Linked DNA regions of Anser cygnoides: region 1 is linked to region 2. A link is a contact called in public Hi-C data. All regions are on one chromosome and are shown on one strand. Each heading gives the region's core, a stretch centred on a gene start, on an enhancer-like site or on the middle of the called end of the contact. The rest is flanking DNA. Distances are from core to core; before and after follow the strand shown.

Region 1 (3,422 bases), core at 208-2,707, 130 kb after region 2:
TGATTTTTCTGGGTGTTTCTGGTGAATCACTCATTCTCATCCGTCACTACCCCACAAAGATATAGATGCTAACATTTTTTAACCCTATAGTTGGTAGCTGAGGGAAAGTGGATTTGGCCAGTCAGCTACAATGAAACACAGGCAGTTGTTCTTTACTGAAGGACACATGAACCCACAGCCAGGGCAGCTATCGAGGTGAACTGATGGTTATGTGATGGTGATTTCAAATTTTGATATTCATTCTTATGCATACTTACATATACCTATTATGTACAGAAGTACAAATCAGACAATAACTCATGTGATGCGACTTGCTGCATGAAGTGTTCCAATCACTATTGTAGTCTTTTTTTTTTTTTATCGGAAATTATTTTGAATAATTTACAGATACTAAAACAGTTACAAGACCACCAAAAAAAAGCATAAAGCTGGGAGTTGGGGTTTGCCTGCTGCCCTGCAAGAGTAGGTTTGAAACCCCTCATAAAAGGGGGAATTGTCTTTGTCCAAGACTGCTATAATCACAAGCAAACGACCCCACAAGCTGTTGCATAGAAAGTAAGTTGTGGTGCTTCAGCCTTGCTTTTCACCTTTCTTACTGAGGACCAGAAGAAAGAATTTTTTTCATTCTACAAACAACACATTTTTTGTTACACTGATTGAATATCTTTCCTGACTCATTTAAACAAATACGTCCCACACATCCAAATTCAAACCTTTGAAATATTTTTTTTCCAACTATTTTGATGAAGTAGTTTATCACATAAGGTTTAACAATTAAATTATTTGCAGAATCTCATTGCTCAATTCTCCCATGCCTTAATATACAATAATGGAGAAATAAATATTAAAAAGCTTAATACTGAAACAGGGTTTGGTTCTCCAATTGAGCAAAGCTAAACTACAAAGTTTAAAGACTGTTAATAGTTTCTACTCTTACTTCTCTCTGTGTATTGCCTTAGCCCTCAAGTCTCATCTGACCTCAGAAAAAGCTCTGATGGTAGTATTAAGCAAGGTTTTCAAGGGGGAATTCTCAGTTCACTTTTTTTTTTTTTTTTGAAAGAAAGTGGCAAAAAGCAGATAAAACTTTTACACAGTCTGGATGCTCTCCCTGTATTTAATCCAGCTCCCTTCATCTAAACACACACAAAAAATCGCTGGTAACTGACACGTCAGAGCAGAGGGAGGGAAAATTGAAAGCTAAAAATGTCGTAAGCAAGGACAGTTGTACTTACTAAAACCACTCGAGAGAGCAATGGACTTTGTGTGCTACGCTGGAAGGCATGAGATAGATTTTTAACGTTTATATTGGAGCCTGTAGCATTAGGGTCAAGGCAGATGTGCAACCCAACCCTTGGCTAATATTATATTCACTGCACACACTTTAAACAGAAACAAGCATGCAGCTGCCAGTAAACCTTTAGCTCTCTGTATTTTTCTTAGTGAATTTGTTTTACCTCAGCTTCAGCACAACTTGTACAATTAATTGGTACGGTTTGTTCATTATTTATCTTCCTCATGACCATCTAGACAAATGTAAATATTGTTTCCATAGCTACCATCTGTACATTGCTTAAACTTTCCCCTGACCCAGGCATAAATTCCTACAAAAGCTTTTTCCAACAGCTTTGCACTGTCCAGAGTGGCAAATTTTCATTAGACCTCCTAAATTCAGATAACCTAGCTTTCAACACACATTCATGGATTTTTACAGATCACTGCTTATATAAAATGATGCAATGCTATTAGAGCTAACAAAGCAGGAAAAAAATATCTTGTGCAAGTTAATCGAGCTTTGTCTACAGCAGAGACCTCAGAACACGAATGGTTACACATCAGAAGCTGATATAAAAACAGTGTAGCTGAGTCCAGAGAAATACAAATGTCTGACTCAGGAATAAAGGATTGTTGGGCAGTGCATGGAATATCATATACTTCACTTCTTGAAGGTAAAAAGCAAATCCTATGTTAAATGATGTGGTGTACCAGAAAAATCGTCGTCTGAAACAAACAGGTACAGAAAGGTCACATCTCCAAACATTTCAAGGTGAGAAGCACAGGAAGTCAATCTTTGTTTGGAAACAGGGTAGCATTTGTGACACCTAAACTGTTTCATTTCACCTGAGGCAGAAATCCAAAGCTACTAAACTATGACCACAAACCACATAGGATTACAACACATCTAAGAGGTTGTGTCATAACAAGATTCTATTTTTGAATAAAGTACATGAAGTATTGAAAGGAACATAAGGGTCTTTTGTATTTTGTTAATATATGTCCTTCAATAGCTTACTAGTTATATCTAGAAACATCATACAAGAATGTAGCAATACAGGGCACATCATACAGTCAAGACTCATTTTTATCTGTTGCCAGAAACAAACTCCAAACAATAATGTATTCTTTTTAGTAAAATTTTCATTCATGTAATTATTATATCAATCTCCAAATATCATATTCTAAATAAAAATAATTTAAGTTCTTCATTTTCAAACTTTTGCCTTAAAAAAAAAAAAAAAAAGTATCCAAAGCAGACCACTGCTAATGCAAGTTGATTATATAACCCAATTCAGAAAGTCATCAGACATTACCTCTGAATTGGATTTGGCTCAGTCTTTCTGCAGACACTGAAGGCAATTCCACCTTATGAGAAGAATATCAGAGGAGCATTTTCCAGCCTAAATTTAGTCAGTTAATATCCTTTTCTTTCTGGGCCAGCAGTGTCCCTTAGCTTAAGTACTCCTTCTCTGACCCTAGCATTCATATCTGCTACACATTTATATAGATCTATTATATATTTCCCTCCAGCCTTCAGTTTATGAGGTTAAACAACAAGCTCTCTAGTTTCTCTCCTAAGGCTGCTTTTTGATCCCAACTTCCATCCTAATCGAAACAATGGAGTTGTTAACTACAACAATCCAATAATATTGTAAATTAAGACCAAGCTATTAATAAACAGGAGCTTAAGTGTAGGCTCCTAAAGCTCCATTTGGGCAGCCAGGAGATTCAGGACTGAAAAATATATAAATAGATCCCAAATTCAATGAAACTTGCTGGGAGGGTCATACTGAATTTTAAAAGGAAACAGCCTTGATGTTGCATCCTCATTTTACACCATCTTTATCATAAAAAATAAAAATTGTAATTAATCTTTATCTTTTATTATTATATTACCTTTAATATTGAAAGCATCTTTATTTTTCAAGGATGTGGACAGACTTTCTACAAACCAGGAAAAGAGACAGGAAATGAGGGATGTAATTCCTGCAGTTTATGAACTCTTTACTGCCGTGTTTCCAGGGTCTGAGTTAAATCATTGTACCAAGGAGAGAAAAACAAACCAAAACAAGCACCCACCACAACAGTGGAAAAGCCTTCTGTTTAACTCTCTTGCTTTGGCTCTGCACTACACCTCTTCTTCACAC
Region 2 (3,498 bases), core at 8-2,507:
CATGCTTTACAGGTGCCAGTGCTGCAACGCATGAGTGAACTTCACCTGGGCTCTCTTCCACTCCCACACCAGCAGTATTGTGCGTCGAATATTAAAGCAGTATTATTTTTCCTGTTGAAGAAATTGAGGCAAAAAGAAGGCAAATGACATGCTGGGTAGGAATTAAAAGGGAAAAAAAAAAAAAGACTGGAACAGAATGTAGCCACATGGACAGTCACCAGTGTTTGGTCTGTAGTATCTGGGAGGAGTATGGATAAGTTTAAAGCACCAAGCAGGAGAATGAACATGTTACTCTCACAGTCAGGTTAATATTCTTTCTGCTTTTAATGTGAAACTCACTCTGTCTCAAAAGAGGGGAGTAGGAAATCAATGAAAATGAATGGAAACATCTCACGTTGTATCAAATAAATGTCTATGGAAAGAGAAATAATACTTCAGGCTTTTTGCTCCTTTGCGTATGACTTGACATAAACCAGCCATTCCCTTTACCTTTCAGAAGCCACATTTACTACTTGCCTTCATAAAAAAAAATAGTATTTCCATCCTTCATCAGCCGTATCCTCAGACATACAATGAAACGGAGTGAATGAACAAACAGTGCCCTGTGCACGTGGCTCTGGCTTGAGACTGCTCTTTTATAAGAGACCATAATTCAAGCAAGCATAGGCTACAGACAATTAGAGGGGAAACTAAATGCAGGGAACTTGTTTGAAGCACAGGTGTAGTTACGTCCAGGAAATCAGCAAAATAGTTGGCAGGTAGTTTTCACAGCTAACAAATCCAGGCAAATCTTTGCAAAACTAATGACCATGAGTATTGGGCAAAAGTTTACAAATGCACCCTACTGTCCTTTGGCACTCTTACAAGTAAAACACGAAAATGATTTTCTACTTGCATATCAAACTAAGATTACTAACCTCGATTAGTTCTGCTAGGAGGGTAGCTGTGCCAGAGCTCTGTGGGTTATTTCAAGGACTTAAAAATTGTCTTTTGAGGAGAGGGGTCATATACATTCATGACGAGCAAATCCAACAGGTTCTATAACTGAGATAGTGAGTGCTCATAAAATATGTTTGGCTACTAACTTGTTCATTATTTTAAGTAGATAGCTTATTAGGCAGACCTGGGATTTTTCCAAGTGAATTTGATCCTGGCAACTAAACTACCAATGAAATGGGTTGCTAACGTCAGCACCCGAGAAGGCAATGGGAATTTCTGGGTAGAAATACTAAAATCCAAAGGCTTATCGTTAGGAGAACTGTCAGGGGGGAAAAATCAAACAGACAAAAAAACAAAACAAAACAAAAAAACCACCAACACACGCACACAAAACCACAACAAGTGTCACAGCTATTTACACTGCTTTTACCTTTCTGTCTCCCTTCCTACTGAATTCAAGGTGAACTGGCTTAATCAGGTAATACAAACTTTTTTTTATAAGCAGATATGTGTATATACACACTCACACCTTTTCTTAGGATGATACCTACTCTTATATAGCCAGTCTGGCAGCGCAGGAGGAAAAGAATGGGCCACTTATGACTCTTTAAATCATTTCATCAATTTTCTTTTGAAAGGAAATGTATTTAATGGTATGGATATGTGTGCTGAATAAAGAATGGCCACGAGAGGGCACACTCCAAAGGCTTTTTACTCCATGCAAGGCAACCTTCCTGCAAGCTTCTATTTTACCTAATTGAACCCTGAATCCCAGAGATCTTTATGCTTATCTGCAGCTTCTCTGAGTGGAGCTCTTGTTTCTCTCTTCTCGGTTATTTAAAAGACAGAGATTCACTGGAGTGGAAGACTGCAAGTAAAAAAAAATGCAGTGGAAGGAAATAGGCAAAGGGGAAAAAGATAAAACTGATAAACTGATGGATGCTGGAAGTTCTGGATATCTGGAGAGATCAGAAATGATCATTATTATTTTTACAAGATACTGAGAAATGTGACCATGAATCATCATCTGAGCTGATTTTCTCACATCTTTTTTTCTAATGCAGTCTCCTTGGCTTTCAGAAAACAAGTCTCGTTCCCCCCAGTTTTGGTGTTGCCTTTTTTTTTTTTTTCTTCTTTTTTTTTTTTTTCTTGGCTTTGGCATACTTTATCGAAGATTTGAAGTTTAGCAAATGAAAGCAAGTTACTTCCAGAAGAAGAAAGCCATTCTGAATTAATCTGTTTCATTGTAACAAAATGTGAGAATTGAAGGAGGTTGGTTGCTTTGAGAACAATTTGAGAAAGCACAGACGAATCTGAGAAGGTGGGAAACAGTTTATAAAAAGATACCTGAGAGACAGAGAGAGGGACAGAAAGTACTGTATGTGTCCCTCTTTGGGTAGTCATGCATACAGTTTGGTATGCAAATCTAGCTGGAAATATATGGATATGCATTTGTTTGTATGCACGTATAAGTGGATGTATGTCCAGAGACATGGGTATGCCAGAGGAGGCACGCTTATATACCCATGCAGCTGTACCTGCAACACTGTAATGTGGACAGATTCCTGCTTGTAAGTATGTGCCTTCATGTGCCCTCCTGTGTGTGGGATATACCTACACTGCTCATGTGTACATTCCTGCACAGATTCATGCTGGGCAGTCCTTCTATCTACTTACATCTATATGAGTGTGAAAAAGCAATCTGATGTCATGCAACTGAGTGTTGCAAGATGTAATTTTGGACTGAACCTTAGTCTTCTGAAAGTAATTGGAAATTTTGCTATTCATTTCAGTATACTTGCTATTTGGGCCTTACTGCACAGAAATCAAGTATTGTAATTAAGACAGTGACAGCTTCTGATCCACTTAATTTTAGAACTTAAAGTATTACAAGTATGTACAAAAAATTATCTCTTTTGTGAAAGACAAAGACTTGATATTATTTGTATCTTGAAATATGCTATTGGTGCAAGTGACCCTAAGCTTTCCTTGAGATATTTTAGATGTAAATGCAAAACTCAAGTAACAACAACAACAACAACACAAAAAAACCCACAACCAAACAAACACCTTTTTTGTTTCTAAATATTTAAGGCCATGTGGGGGAAGGGCTTTCAATTTGGAAGGAACTCTAGGTTGTGGATGTAAAGTGCTTCTCTCCTGACAAAATAGCAGGGGACAGTCAAGGTTCACCAGAACTGAATTATTTCACATTCTGAATGACCTTGTCAATGCCCCTTTGGGTTAATTTTTCAAGAAATGGTATTTAAATAAGGTTGTTGCTGCTTTTTTATTTTATTTTTCTCCCCTATGAATGCTTGGGGAATAGTGGGGAATAGTTTTTTTTTTTTTTTTTTTTTTTTTTTTTTTTTTTTTTTTTTATCTCTCACGACAAAAATCCCGTTTTGCTGGCAGCAAAGGGGATGTGAACATAGATATAAGGTGTTTGTTATTTGTGTCATAATTCCTCCTCCCTTTTCAAGAGGCAACCGTCACCCAGTCAGGGAGCAGAAACAAAACTGTGCAACCCAGATGACCAGTCACATACACGGGGTGGTG

Evidence for each region. A called contact is a pair of places that touch in the nucleus more often than the background predicts.
Region 1: a Hi-C map of liver shows a contact between it and region 2, with 2.9 times the contacts expected there. The contact joins two enhancer-like sites. A contact is called at or near these places in 2 of 7 Hi-C or Micro-C datasets (both in liver).

What each region holds. Positions count from the first base shown.
Region 1 is chr2:60,726,269-60,729,690 of Taihu_goose_T2T_genome, forward strand. No RefSeq gene overlaps it. Among named protein-coding and RNA genes, the nearest start is that of INHBA, 140 kb to the left of the region's middle. Within about 2 kb of position 1,458, at least 2 of the 3 cell types and tissues checked have open chromatin away from gene starts, as enhancers often do. A contact at or near this core is called in liver, where this site is marked.
Region 2 is chr2:60,595,859-60,599,356 of Taihu_goose_T2T_genome, forward strand. All of the region lies in intron 2 of INHBA (inhibin subunit beta A), which reads left to right. Among named protein-coding and RNA genes, the nearest start is that of INHBA, 7.2 kb to the left of the region's middle. Within about 2 kb of position 1,258, at least 1 of the 3 cell types and tissues checked has open chromatin away from gene starts, as enhancers often do. A contact at or near this core is called in liver, where this site is marked.